2 separate regions of the Zea mays genome follow, and region 2 is linked to region 1. The links are chromatin contacts, called in public Hi-C maps. All regions are on one chromosome and are shown on one strand. Each heading gives the region's core, a stretch centred on a gene start, on an enhancer-like site or on the middle of the called end of the contact. The rest is flanking DNA. Distances are from core to core; before and after follow the strand shown. Region 1 holds the start of LOC100282207 (2-hydroxy-3-oxopropionate reductase). Region 2 holds the start of LOC100283532.

Evidence for each region. A called contact is a pair of places that touch in the nucleus more often than the background predicts.
Region 2: a Hi-C map of ear shows a contact between it and region 1, with 2.1 times the contacts expected there. The contact joins the promoter of LOC100283532 here to the promoter of LOC100282207 in region 1. A contact is called at or near these places in 3 of 25 Hi-C or Micro-C datasets (ear, leaf and tassel).

The regions. Positions count from the first base shown.
Region 1 is chr4:125,203,718-125,210,577 of Zm-B73-REFERENCE-NAM-5.0, reverse strand. LOC100282207 (2-hydroxy-3-oxopropionate reductase) reads right to left here and starts at 3,299. Exons shown (of 8, transcript NM_001155119.2): 1 at 2,960-3,299; 2 at 2,734-2,844; 3 at 2,506-2,607. The coding sequence starts at 3,064.
Region 2 is chr4:125,435,491-125,442,350 of Zm-B73-REFERENCE-NAM-5.0, reverse strand. LOC100283532 reads right to left here and starts at 2,732. Exons shown (of 5, transcript NM_001156432.2): 1 at 2,463-2,732; 2 at 2,334-2,366; 3 at 935-1,163; 4 at 1-66. The coding sequence starts at 2,577.

The DNA.
Region 1 (6,860 bases), core at 2,050-4,549:
AAAACATACACAAACTTCCCAGCTCCCACCATGATCACCATGCCTTCTGTGCCAGTTTATAAATCAGGAAAAACAAACTATATTGTATCTGTGAGTGTACCCACCAAATACATTTTTCTTATAATGCTATACAGCATAATTATATGGCATTTCAGCTATTTATGGGAAGTACCTTTCATTCTGTTAGCATACAAGAATACACACCAATGATACAGCAACATTTTTGTTCTCTTCTATCCATTTATGAACATATAAGAATCAGCTTGCAAAATAGACTAGCTACTATGTAGTGCTGTTTGTACTAGTCTTTGTTAATGGTAATCTAGGATATCCTTTGACTCATTTTGGGACATTTTCTTATGGTTTTTCATGCTTTATAATCAATTGGGAAAATTTCATTTGTATTGACTGTACCTTAGTCGTGGCAGATATATTTGTTGACCAAAAAACAGCAGGGGAAGTCCCCATAGATTTTATTAAATAAAAAATACCCAACTGTACAATAGAAACATAATAAAAAAGAATAGCAACAGCAAAGAAAACAGGAAGCCTGAGGTTTTAGGCTGGACCAAACTATGTACAAAGCTCTATCCAAGCAAGGAAGGGAGCGCGCTTGTTTTCAGAGATCCTGTGAGCTTGTAGGCGAGCTTCATCAATAGTGTTCCTTGATGACAAACCTAGTTATACAATCCATGTGGCATCTCAAATATTTTATATTTAATTAATTTCCTATTTTCCTCTAGAAAATCTTTTATATTCGCATCAATAGTTCAATACCACTAAAAGAGTTAATATGCCTGAAATACTCCCAATAATTTCAAATGTAATTCGTTTAGGCTTGTGCACAAGGATTAAGAAAATAGATCAAATGGCCTTAGCGCCCTTCTGTTCTGACTGGTGTCACCTATAGACGTCGAGACCATCATGCGGACAATTAGAAACGAAATGCCATAGAATTTCCTTTCTTATATACTTTGCATTTGTTTCCATAAAATAGGATCATGATTGATTCTTCATTCTTGATTAGGAGGTTTCGATAACAATAATGATAACTTCCTCAGTGGTCAAGTAAGCCTCTATATAAAGAGATGAGATATATCAATCTAAGCAAGCAAGATAATTATCTTTCTCGACCTCAAGGGCCATCTCCCACGTCTCTTTCTCGCTCGCTTATTTCCCTACTTCCTGTGTGTGACCACGACTCTTGTGTGCTGCCGGAGGTACACGTTGTGGCCATCGATTTTCTATCCATACAACTTACAGAACCGCAACAAGATTCCAGATCCTATCAATCTGGTATTGGAGATGCCGATTGACAATGACTCCGAGAAGCAGTCGTCAATCCCACCATAGGCCACCAACGGCACCGTGAAGGCCTTCGTGGACATCACCATGCAACTAGCTAATCTGACCACCCGCATATCGTCACTAGAGCACCAACAGGCGTCCTACTCTGTGAGCGCCATGCACCAGGGTTTTCCCTATAGGATGCCAGGGTACGGAGCGACGATGTTTCCATCCTTCTACAGCACCACCACTGTACTGGCCTCCACCACCCTGCTTGCCACCCTCCTACACACCGCAACAGCCACTATTGCCCCCTTCGTCCCTGCTATCAATGTTTCCGCAGGGGCCACCTTGCTCATCTGTGCAGGCCTCCTCCACTGTAAATGTTGCCCGTGCGCACGTCAGTTCAGGTGCAGTGTTCTTAAGGCGCCTAGGCGAGCAGGTGGACCAGAAAACCGCTTTAGCGCCTAGGCGGCGCCTAGGCGGGTATGGCGAGCAAGACGGCCAGTTTTGCCCGGGCGCCTGGACGCCTAAGCGTCGCCTAGGCGACGCCTTAAGAACACTGTTCAGGTGTTCCCCACTTCAGCAAGCTCGTCTTCTCCACCTACGACTGGCAAGGAGGACCCCCTAGAGCAAGATGAGGGCACATCATCATGTGAGCGATTCAAGGATCTTTGCCATCTGTGGTTCGGCCTAGCCATCTGCAGCAATCGAACTGATGAGGCTCCCCTTCCACACCACAGTACAAGATATAAACTTCGTAAGTCCATTTATGGTGAAGCTCATTGGACAGCTATCATGTAATCCTAGCCGCTTCCCATATATTTATAGAGCGTATTAATTGGTCGTGGCCCATTACACCTTTAATCCCAATACGAGTTGGACTCTAATCTGAATTATTTGTGATTGTCTCTTGGACATATCTTCAACAGGTTGCTCATCCTAAAACGGCTAACACTAGTAGAATACGATACATTAGACAAGCTTGATAAAATGGAAAGATATGATGCAAGGTCTATCCCTGCAACCATTGCTCAGTGGCGATCTAGATATCCAGACAATCAAACTACCTCGTCATCTACCACTGACGCCAAAAACAAAGAAAGCGGCATCTTATAGCTGCACAATAGCCAAAAACCAAATAGATACCAGAACTGAATGTAATGTAGGAAAAGAGGCTTTGCAATCTGATAAAACAGAAGCAGCTGAGGGAGATACCTCGCTAATCTTGGTCGAAGTTGCAGCGTCAACAGTGGACATGTCCACATAGCCCTTCCCGCTACCGATCTGCTCGAGCACGCCATCCTTGTCGAAGACGACCTAGGTGGAAAAACAGGGACCGCCGGACCGGAAATCGATTAGAAAAAAAAATGAAACGTCGCGTATTTCCTATATCCTGTATAAGAAAGAGGAACCACGGCTGAATAATATGAACCGTGTCTTAACTGATAGGGCGGCGCTGGGGTCGGAGAGCATGGCGATGGTGTATCTGCACTTGGAGACGACGGAGGCAGGCGTCTCCCCGACGGTGGCGCCGAGCGCGGCGAGCTCTTGGCACTAGGAGAAGAGGTCATGGAGATGTGATTTCGGGAGCACGCGTGCGGACGGGAGGCGACGGATTCGGATTTCAGCAGAACATAAGGGCGCGGGCGCAGCGGTTCCGATGCAATACCTTGGCGAGGGTCCTGTTCCAGACGGTGACGCGGAAGCCGTGGCGGAGGAGGTTGGTCGCCATTGCCTTGCCCATGATGCCCAGACCCAAGAACCCCACCTCCATCTCTGATTGCTGGCAGCCTTCTTCCTCCGTCCCCTCTTCCGCGCACGCGCGGACGGCAGACCTTGTCTCTCCTCTGTAGGTGTAGGCGCTTGGCCCCTGTGTGCGCGTGTGCTTGTGGCGGACTGCCGGGCGCCGCAGCCACAGCGATACACTTGTGCTCCTCCCAGTAGCGCAGCGGTGTGCAGGGGCAAACCCTCCTCTATCTGTGTCCGTCCCAGCCAATCCTCGATTTTCTTCTGTATGGTACTCGTAGTGTTTTTTTTTTTGTGGTCTTGTCTACGTAGCGAGAGAAGCGCAGGATGCCTAGATCGCCACCGTCTACAGTGCATCGGACAGTCGTTGTGGCCCTTCAGTTATTTATTTTATTATCATCTCTATTTTAAATTCCACCATATAAATAGTATAGTCTTCACTGTAAAACAGTATTTTGTACGGTCAAATACACGATGTAATGGCTATAGTTTAAGTATGTCGCTGAGCACGTGGACTAAGGGAACATATTGGATCAGGCACGGGTTCGTTGGATCAGTGGCTATTGATTGGGCCATTGGTGTTCACTTACTCAGGTCCATAACTTGTGAGGCTGGTACGAGTGCTTGCAGTTAAGATGTATAAAGTCCAATGGAGCAACCACACCGAAGAAGAAGCTACAGGGGAGATCGAGGATTTTCTAAGCAGAAACTACCCTGAATTCCTATTAAAAAGTGTTGGTACATAACCATACCCCATCACACCCCTTGCTTTCTGCTTTTAAGATGCCATCATACCTCACTACTTAAAGAAAATTGGAACCTCTAGATAAGGATAATAGGGCTTCCTTCTGAAGTTGCAAAGAGGATGACATCCGAAGAGCTGGTTGGCAAAATGTCTCAAAATGTACACCACCCCTGTTTAGGCAGTAGAGTCACCCACCTCCTTACCACTTATAATCTCACCCAAATCTCAGGACGAGATTCTTTTTAGGGGGAGGGTTGTAACACCACAGGTGTTACTCAGGGTTTCTACTCTGTACCCACACCCTTGACCTATTATCACATGTGGTTTAGTTAAGCCCAAGATAACCAAAACTTAGCAATCAAATGGTTAGCAAGTGTTTATTATTCTAAGATGCCTACCTTAACCTTATGGTGCCTATAACAGAGAGAAAAGTTTCTAAAAAAACTTAAGTCTATTCACATGAGACATATGAAACAATGCATAAATCAGGTAAAAAGACAATGAGGATAACATTATCATGAGTTGGACTAATTATACAAGTTGAAGATTACCAAAATATCTACTAAATATAGCAAGGAAGTTTCCCCAAAATGAATCTAAAATAGCCCCAAATTGGATACTCAACTAAGGAACCCAAAGGGGGAAATCAATATTTTCTCTAAGTCTTTTTCATCCCATTTTCAAAGATCAACCGTGTTCACCTAGCTCCAAAACTCAAAAGCAAATGGTCCTATGGACAAAGTGGCACCTAAATACCTCAGACACACCCTGGTGAAGTTTGAAACTAAACCAAAACTGTTTGACACGCTTTGGCCTGGTTTTTGTCGCGACCCATGCTGAGTGACAGACCCAACTTGACACAAGCTTTTCAAGCTTTTCTCCTCATCCTAAGCATATCTACGGTCGGAACTCACATAGAAAAGAAAGGATTTGGAACAGGGAAGAGACCTTACACGAGATCTTTGCCAAGATACACACGTTAGAGCAGCTAAATAGGTGCTTGGACATGGGCAGAAGCAAACCTCCACATGTTCGACCTCGGCTGGCACTCGGGAACGCGCTCTGACCGTGCCCACGCACGCCACGAGCTTTGGTCGGCTCGACCGCATGCCTAGCCCCGCGCCCGTGCCCACGCCTTCGCCTATAAGAAGCCCCAGCCCCTCGACTTTGCCCTTCTGCACGCCTCCCACCCTTGCCGACGACTGGACGCTGATGATTGTCAGGAAATCGAGCGCGGCGCTGTCCGCAAGCTCGCCAAAACCTCGGCCATCGTAGCCCGGCCATCCCATCCTATCTCCGCCTAGTCGAGCTCCACGACCAGCTTAGGCTAGTGAAGCTCCCCAAACACTCAGACCGAGCATGACTTCGCCGAAGACACTTGAAAGCATCTAGGCCCCTGGTTGGTTTTAGTGATTAATGACAACGTAATATTATATGTGACTAACGTGTGTTTTGCAGAGACAAATGGTTAGTTAGGTCGCATTACAGGTAGATGTACTACAACGGTGAAAACAATCCTGGAGATAAGAACTTGAAGCGAAGGCTAAAGCGACGAAACAAAAAGTGAAGGTCTTCGTATTCTGAGTGTCAAGGAGTTGCGCACACTCGTGATATAGTTAGGTCTTTTATTTTGTTTTAGCCATACTATAAATAGGGGTTATCGATGAGTAGTTTGACCAAGAGAGTTCTAGTGTAGTGTTGGTGCATATTCACACTCACATATAGTGCTAGGTGTCACTTTAGAACATACTCACAAGTTAGAATGAAAACCGATTTGAAAAACAGAAGAAAATAGAAACTAGGGTTTCTGGCTTTGGGGCACCAGACTGTCCGGTGTGCCCTCTGTCAGGTGGGGCCAAGTTGGCCCGGGGAAGGTCTTTCCCCTGCGCAGAAACCCGAGAGCGTAGAGTTCGCTAGCTGAATTTTAGTGGCACACCGGACATCGCACCGGACTGTCCGGTGTGCCATCTGCCCAACGGCTAGCTGTCAGAACTAGCCGTTGGAGTCGATCGTTGGCGCACCGGTGGTGCACCGGACTGTCCAGTGCGCCCATGCGCAGGAAAGTTCTCGTAAAGGATAGTTGGAGGGTGAGGGCTATTTATACCCCCTCCACCCACCATATTGATTGTCTTGCTGCCCACATTTACTCCTACACATTCGTAGAGCATTGCAAGCACCACAAAGCCTAGTGAGGTGATTAGAGAATCTTAATCCCGCATTTGGACCTCATTAGTGCTAGCGAGAGCCACCTAGAGCAAACACCGCATGCATTAGGCTTCTCTTGGTCAAGTGAAAGTCTACGGCTTGTTACTCTTGGTGATCGGCATCACCTAGACGGCTTGGTGGTGTTTGGAGCTCGGTGATCACCATGGAGATCTTGTTGGTGACCCGACTCAGGTTTGTAAGCGGTCGTGAGGGATCCATCGCGCCGGAGTGGAAAAGGATCATCTCATAGTGAGCACTTGGTTCTTGCGATGACCAAGGGGGAGCGATACCCTTGTGTGGGGTGCTCCAACGAGGACTAGGGGAGAGTGCCGACTCTTCGATACCTCGGGAAAAATTGGAGGAGTCTTCTAAACCTTACTTTACATTTCGCACTTAATTCAAGCATTTTACATTGTGTATTTGTTTAGCGAGTATTTGAAGTATTGTCTTAGCATTGTTGTATTTCTAGTATTATTCTCTTATTGCTAGTTGCCGGGGTGAAGTTGGGCTCTTGCTTAGGTTTTAATTAGTGTTGATTTTTAGAGAAGCCCAATTCACCCCCCCCTCTTGGGCATCGTGATCCTTTCCATTGGTATCAGAGCCTTGTTGCTCTTAGATTAGCTTAACCGCTAGAGTAACGATGTTCGGTGGGGATGGACCTCCTCCCGTTTTTTATGGTGACGATTTTACATATTAGAAAATTCGTATGGAAGCTTATTTAGAGGCTATAGACATTGGTGTCTACAAAGCCGCCACACAAGGTTTCCTCGAACCTAAAGATCCCACAAATCTTGTAGGAGAAGAGTTTAACTATGAGAAATGGAATGCTAAGGCCAAAAACACTCTCTTTAGAGGCCTTTGCAAAGATGTGTTT
Region 2 (6,860 bases), core at 1,483-3,982, 230 kb before region 1:
TTAGCAACCCCGGTCACAACTTCATAAACAGTGGGCAGGTTATTAATCATGGTGAAGAGCCTTCTCCTGAAATCCAAATGCTGCCAATGTATTATCATCTCATTTTTCTTGTTCTCCAATAATTACTCGGCGTGTCCCAAATTATAGGTTGTTTTGGCCTTTCTAGGTACATAGCTTTTGCTATACACCTACCTAAATTTTGGAACAGTGGTAATAGCTTTCTTTCTTCTTTTGTTTGGTTTTTTTTTTTTGCTACAGAATGGATAAAACCTGGAACATTTATACATCTTTACATAAATTTTCCAACGAGAGAGGTAGGAGCATCATGAGCAAAAGAATGGAAGATAGATAGCTGCAGATATAATAAATGGAAAATAAAATGGAGATTACCTAATTAAGGGAATCCCATCTCACCTAGAAATGGGACGCCCCACAACTATGGCATAATGGCAGGGAGCCTTCCACTGAGCACAGTCTTATACCTGAACTCTCACATTCCCTACATCATTTCCCTAATGCACCACCACAATACTCTTGCCCACAAAACCCAACGATCCCTCTCCAATGTCCAGTTTCCACGATAGCATCTGATGCCTCCACAACCTGTGGAAGCAACATATGCATCTCCCCACAGCAACTGATGCCTCCAGAACCTCTGGAAGCAAACACCCCCTGCCTCACTTCCCCCCTCCTGAACCATTCCCATAGCAAGACACAAGAACAATATATCCCCCCCCCCCCGGGCCGTTTGCGTCAAGAAAAACATTTTTCCAAAAAAATGAAAATAAATTATAGAAACAAAACTGTGACCAAAGGTATCTAAGTTCCATATTGTAATAAAAAAACATGAAAGGGAAACACAAATACAGTAAAGAGGTGAATAAAAGCACAAAGAAAATGAATTAAACCTTTGTAATAAAAACAATACACAAACCTTGCATCTTTATCAAATCCAAAGCGAGCTCCAAAGTAGAATGCAACAGACAGGAGCCACGCATCACTATGAACTGCAACTAGAGACAACCAGTCTTTTTCAACCATTCCATCACGGGCAAAGTTTATGCCCAGTGCTGGTTCTGGAAGCTCAGGAGGTACTTCCTCAGCTGGAAGAGTAACCTCCCAAGTCTCATTTGGCAAACCATAAAGGCACAAGTTCTCTTTCTCTGGCATAAAAAGGAAAGAAATATGTCAACAGGACAAAACAAAGGAAATGGAATCTGATATGTTCACGTCACTAGTTATGACATGTTACTGAACATCAGTAGACAGCAGAGCAAGGATGCTATTAAAAAATGTTAATCAAGTAAAACAGATGCTGCAATGATGACTAGAAGCCACTTTACTCATAACTGTTTTCCATGAATGTATGTCAGGATTACTTGTGGACATTGAGCAATATTAGGCCAGTCACCATTAATGTCTGCATCTGACTTTTATCTTGTCTCCACTTCACAATTCTTCATACAATTTGTAATTCCTTCTACTAACATATATTACTTCTCATTCTTTTTTCATTCACAGGAGGGCAACCTGGAAAAACCAGGTTACATGATATATCATGTCAAAAGCACTACATCAATTTTGCTAGCTTTTATAGTTTTAACCAGATTTCAATCCTCACAGCAGCAGTAACAGATTGTAGCTCAAAACGGCATCTATCTGAGGGTTTAAATGAATAGGCCCATGGTAACCAATGACAATGAGTACAATTCAACTCTACTGAGGCTGCAACTTTCAGCAAATACCGACATACACCAACATGAGCCAAATGATCGTGTGTCCCATCAAGTGATACTGCACTGTGATTGGTCAATCCCCTTCATTATGCAAGGTACATGGTTTGTTACGTACAACCCAAGCATTATGCATGTAAACGGAAATGCAAATTGGTCAATCCCCTTTATTATGTAATGTACATGGTTTTTTTTACGTACAATCAAAGCATTATGCATGTAAACTGAAATTCAAATGACCGCAGCTGGAGCATATTATAGGACTTTAAATTACATAACCATGCCATTTACCAAGCACTTCCTTTAATTGACGTACTCATCTACGCAAGTTTCTTTAGCTTACGGCCTTGAATTGATGATCTTAACAGATTGGAGGGTGAGATCAATTACAGAATAAACTTACATATCTGACAAAAGTAAAGGGCTAACAATACCACTATTCGTCCTTAAATAATCCGACGAATCTCTAAACGGCAACCGGATCGAGCTCCATAAACAAACGCCGGATCGGCATATAGTGAAAGGCGAAGCTTAGCTCGAAGATAAGAGCAGTACAGACGGACGGGAAAAAAAAGAGGGGAGCAAAGTCGGGCGCGTCACCTGGATCGCACTGCTGATAGAACTTCTCCACATCTGCGCGCACCACGGAAGCAGCTGTAGCATCAGAGAAGCATCCACAAACCAAGAGGACAAACAGGAGGAGGCAGGAAATGCGTGAGACAAGCTGACCCGTGGTGAGTGCCTTGACGATGCCGGCGCGGCGCGCGCGGAAATCGCGGAAGACGTCCTCGGGGGAGCGCGCGTGGTGGTGCACCGCCGCAGCGCCTTCTCTGTCGCCGTCCATCGCTGGCCACCGTGTCCCTTGGCTAGGGTTTGGGGAACCGATGGTAGCAGTGGTGGTGGTGGACTGGTAGTGGAGGGAGCAGAAGAGGATTAGAGAAGACGAGAAGCGCAATACCGCGAGACCGTAGGCCTGCGAGGATTTCAGAGGGGCAATTTGGGAAAAGCGGAAACCACGAGGTGCTCGTCGTCCAAAACATGTTCCAGTTCGCTTTCAAGCAAGGGGCACTGTGGGAGCAAAACTGCAAAAGGATAGTGGGCCCGTGAACTGGGCTCGGCTTTCCGCGCACTACAGAAGCTAGGCCAAGATTAGTCATGGACCCACCTTGCTGATCAAGATTGGCTTGACGGACGTGACGTGATTGGGCCGGTTTTTTTCACCAAATCATGGGCCGCATCTACTGAAAACGAGCCCATTTGAGTTGTTTTCCATGTTCCACTTCCCTTGCCGGATCCGGCTCCTCTTCTTCCGTCGCACTCGGTTTCGTGTTCCACACTTCGCTTTCCGGTTCAGCGAGACTGCTGGGCAATCGTCGGTTCGTCACTTCAATCAAGTGGCGGAGGCGACGGAGCCTGTACTCCTATTAGCAGAGCTCGTGCTCCCACCGTGCCCACATCGCTCTCAAACTCAAAGGTCCATGCTGCTCGCCCACCGTACTCGGACCATCGTCTATTACACGGATTGGGGGCATTCGGTTGGGTTGATTCGATGTGTGCAGTGTGCGCTCTTTTCTTTATGCAGGTGTGGAGGAAATATTTTTGGAGTTTTAAAATTAAAACCATGGTACGAAAAATACTATAATATTTCCTTTGTCCCAAAATAAAATTCGTTTTATGTTAAATATGTATTTATTAGTTAATCTGTGAATGTAATTTGCACGTATATCTGTATTTATTATTATTAAAATGAATGTGGACCAAAAAAACCTAGAAAGAAACATATTTTGAAACGAAGGTAGCATATTTATTGATAAGAGGTGTTTGGCTATCTCGTAAAAAACTCTAGTTATAATGTTATGGTTTTATAGATACCATGATATTTTTGGAGTATTTAAAACTCCACTCCAACCTAAATATTTTATATATGGCTAGCCTTGCATATGTATACTAAATATTATGGTTTGAAATATTTTGTCTCCAAACACGTATTGTTAAGAGTGATGTTAAAAATACTACAGTTGTGTCATGACATCTTAAAACCGTTAGTATTCCAAAACTATTTAAAAATATTAGTACAATTGAAAGTCGCCTAGAGGGGGGTGAATAGGCGAAACCTGAAATTTATAAATTTTTAACACACTAAAGGCCGAGGTTAGCGTTAGAATTATATTCAAATCCGAAAGATTGTTTTTCTTGCTAAGAGTTGCTCAAAGGATGCAGATGACGTATGGGAGCGAACTCAAATCAATACTAGCAAGGAAACGTTAGAGAGAGGAGAAAGGGCAAACAAATCAAACGAGAATCAAAGCGAGTAGACACGGTGATTTGTTTTACCGAGGTTCGGTTCCAAAAAACCTAGTCCCCGTTGAGGAGTCCACAAAGGCCGAGTCTATTTCAACCATTTCCCTCTCTCTCAAACGGTCACTTAGATCGAATGAGACTTTTCCTTAATCACACGGGTCACTAAGACCCCGCAAGGACCACCACACACTTGGTGTCACTTGCTTCGCTTACAAAGCACTTGAGAATAAGAATGAAAAAAGAAAAAGGTCAATCCAAGCAATAAGAGCAACAAAAGAACACAAAACACCATCTCTCAAGTCCCTAATGGAATTGAGTTGATTTAGAGGCTTGGAGAGGATTTGATCTATTGAATGTGTCTTGGAGTAAAGTATTTTGATCTTGCAATGAGTGGGATGTTCAGAATACTTGGATGCCAATGAATGAGGTGGTTGGGGTATTTTAGCCCCCAACCACTTCCTAGCCGTTGGCAAGGGCTGCTGGCGATGGGCGCACCGGACAGTCACTGTGCACTGTCCGGTGCGCGCCACGTCAGCGCAACCGTTAGGATTCAGAGCAGTTGACCATTGTAGACGTTTGTCTTCTTACTGCACCGGACAGTCCGGTGCCCTCTGACTTCTGTGCTCTGACTTTTGTCGTGGCACAGTTCACCACTGTAGCTCTGCACAGTCGACCATTGTCACGCAGGGAGCCGTTGCTCCGCTGGCTCACCGGACAGTCCGGTGAATTATAGTGGAGCGCGCCTGGCAGAAACCCGAGAGTGGTCGGTTTGCTGGCTGTCTCGGCTGGCGCACCGGACACTGTCTGATGCACCAAATTCTAGCACACTCTAAGTCTTGCTCAATTCTTTGATTGAGTCCCTAATTGAATTTCTTTCTTGGTTTGTGTTGAACCTTATGCACCTGAGATAAATGATATCTAGACAAACTAGTTAATCCATGTGATTTGTGTTGTACGTCAACCACCAAAATCGATTATATAAAATGGTTAACCCTATTTCCCTTTCAACAATACCTGTGCGTTGCAATGACAACGAATTATTTTATAAAATATTAGTGCATAACGATTATATAAAAAAGAAAAACACATATATTATCATATACTTCAATAGCATAAATTGTTTTAAAGGGTTAGAAATCTAGAGTCGTGGAACAAATAAGTCTTTCATGCGGCATATATGTTTTATTACGAGAAACAATACTAATTACTAACTATTTCACCGGAAAGACTCGGTTAACTTATTTGATCTGGCATTCACAAGACAATTTGCATGTTCAGTCTGCAATATTTTAAGCTTATTTCTCAGTTAAGTGAGACATGTTTTTCTTTGCCCTATAAGAAGGCAACGGTAAGTGTCGGATATCATAATTAGTGGGATCATGCCCCTAACCATATCCGGCACCTGAGTACCAGGAAATCATAAACCGGAAAACGCTCCCCCGAGGTCACGCATGGTCTAATCGTGATTCGCCCGAGAGACCGCTCAACGGCTGCTCAAAACTACACCTCGTCCGAGCCTATCCTCGAGCAAAGGTTGTGCCTGTGTGGATCCTGGACTCGCCCGAGGGACCCCTTTTACGGAAAGAAATTTCTGCCTCGCCCGAGGGCATCTCGGACGAAGGCCAGCCTTGAGCCCGGCCTCGGCCAAAGTTCTCGAGAACCATGAAGATGTGCACATTAAATGCAATGATACAAATATCTGCTCCATGTGACACCGCATTCAATAGAGGACGATGGGACCGTGGTCCCATCTACTTTCACCGACTACGATGATGCACCGTGAATACCGGACATTGCTCACCCGCTCTGATCACTGTTCTCAACTCCAGATGCGACATCTAAGCACGGCCCCAGCCTCGAGAAAGAACTCCGCCTCGCCCAAAGTCGCCCTCGACCTCAGGAGGAAACTCCGCCTAGCAGTAGCCACCAACTCCCTACGAATCCCGCAGGAGACCACTTCAACTACTGTTTTGACCACTCCACTGCACGACTGTGTGTCCCGCTTTGCGCTTTAGGCTAAAGTATGCGGGAGAGAAATTCATCAAAAAAACTCAAGGAAAAAGACCAAGTTTCAGATATCTCACGATAACTTACTCGGGCCGAGACAGGCCTAGCCTCAATGGCCCCATGCTCCTCATGTCGTTGGTCCCTGAGGCCGGCGCTGGGAGTGGGTCGGTAGGCCGCTCCACAACCTCCTCCTCCTCGACTGTGGGGATAGACTCCGGCACAACAGGCGTCCGCATCTCAGGCAAAGGTGCTAACATCTCGAGCCCGAGCACCGGCGCGTCCGGACCAACGTACAGACCCATTGAGGATGGTTCGGACCAGAGCCTAACGTTGGGACTGAAGCCAAGCCGGATCTCCATCCCCTCATCGTCGTCATCATCGTCGGCGGCGGCGGAGATCGTGCTTGGGAATGGCTCCAGTGGCACCCCCTCCCTCTCTCGCGCTCGGTGGCGCCTCTCGAGAGCATTGCAAGCCACCTTTTTCTCGCGAGCTCGCTTCTTCTCCTCGTCATTCTTCCTCTTTTGCTGCTCTACAGCCAACCTCTGTGTCGTCTGACCAGCCGGATAAAAATATCCCTCACCATCTGCTCCAATCGTGTACACACCTCCATAAACAACTCTCTATTTTCCATACACCATAATGGTAGCCACAAACGGAGCAAAGAAGTACACCAGTAAATGACTGGCAGAGGAGAAGAACTTTTACCATTAAAAACCAAATCATCTCTACATAGCTAAAGCGACCATATCAAGGCCATCGCTCCCACCCAACTGAGAATCCTATGCTTGTTATCTATCCCTTGTAGCCAGTTACCAAACA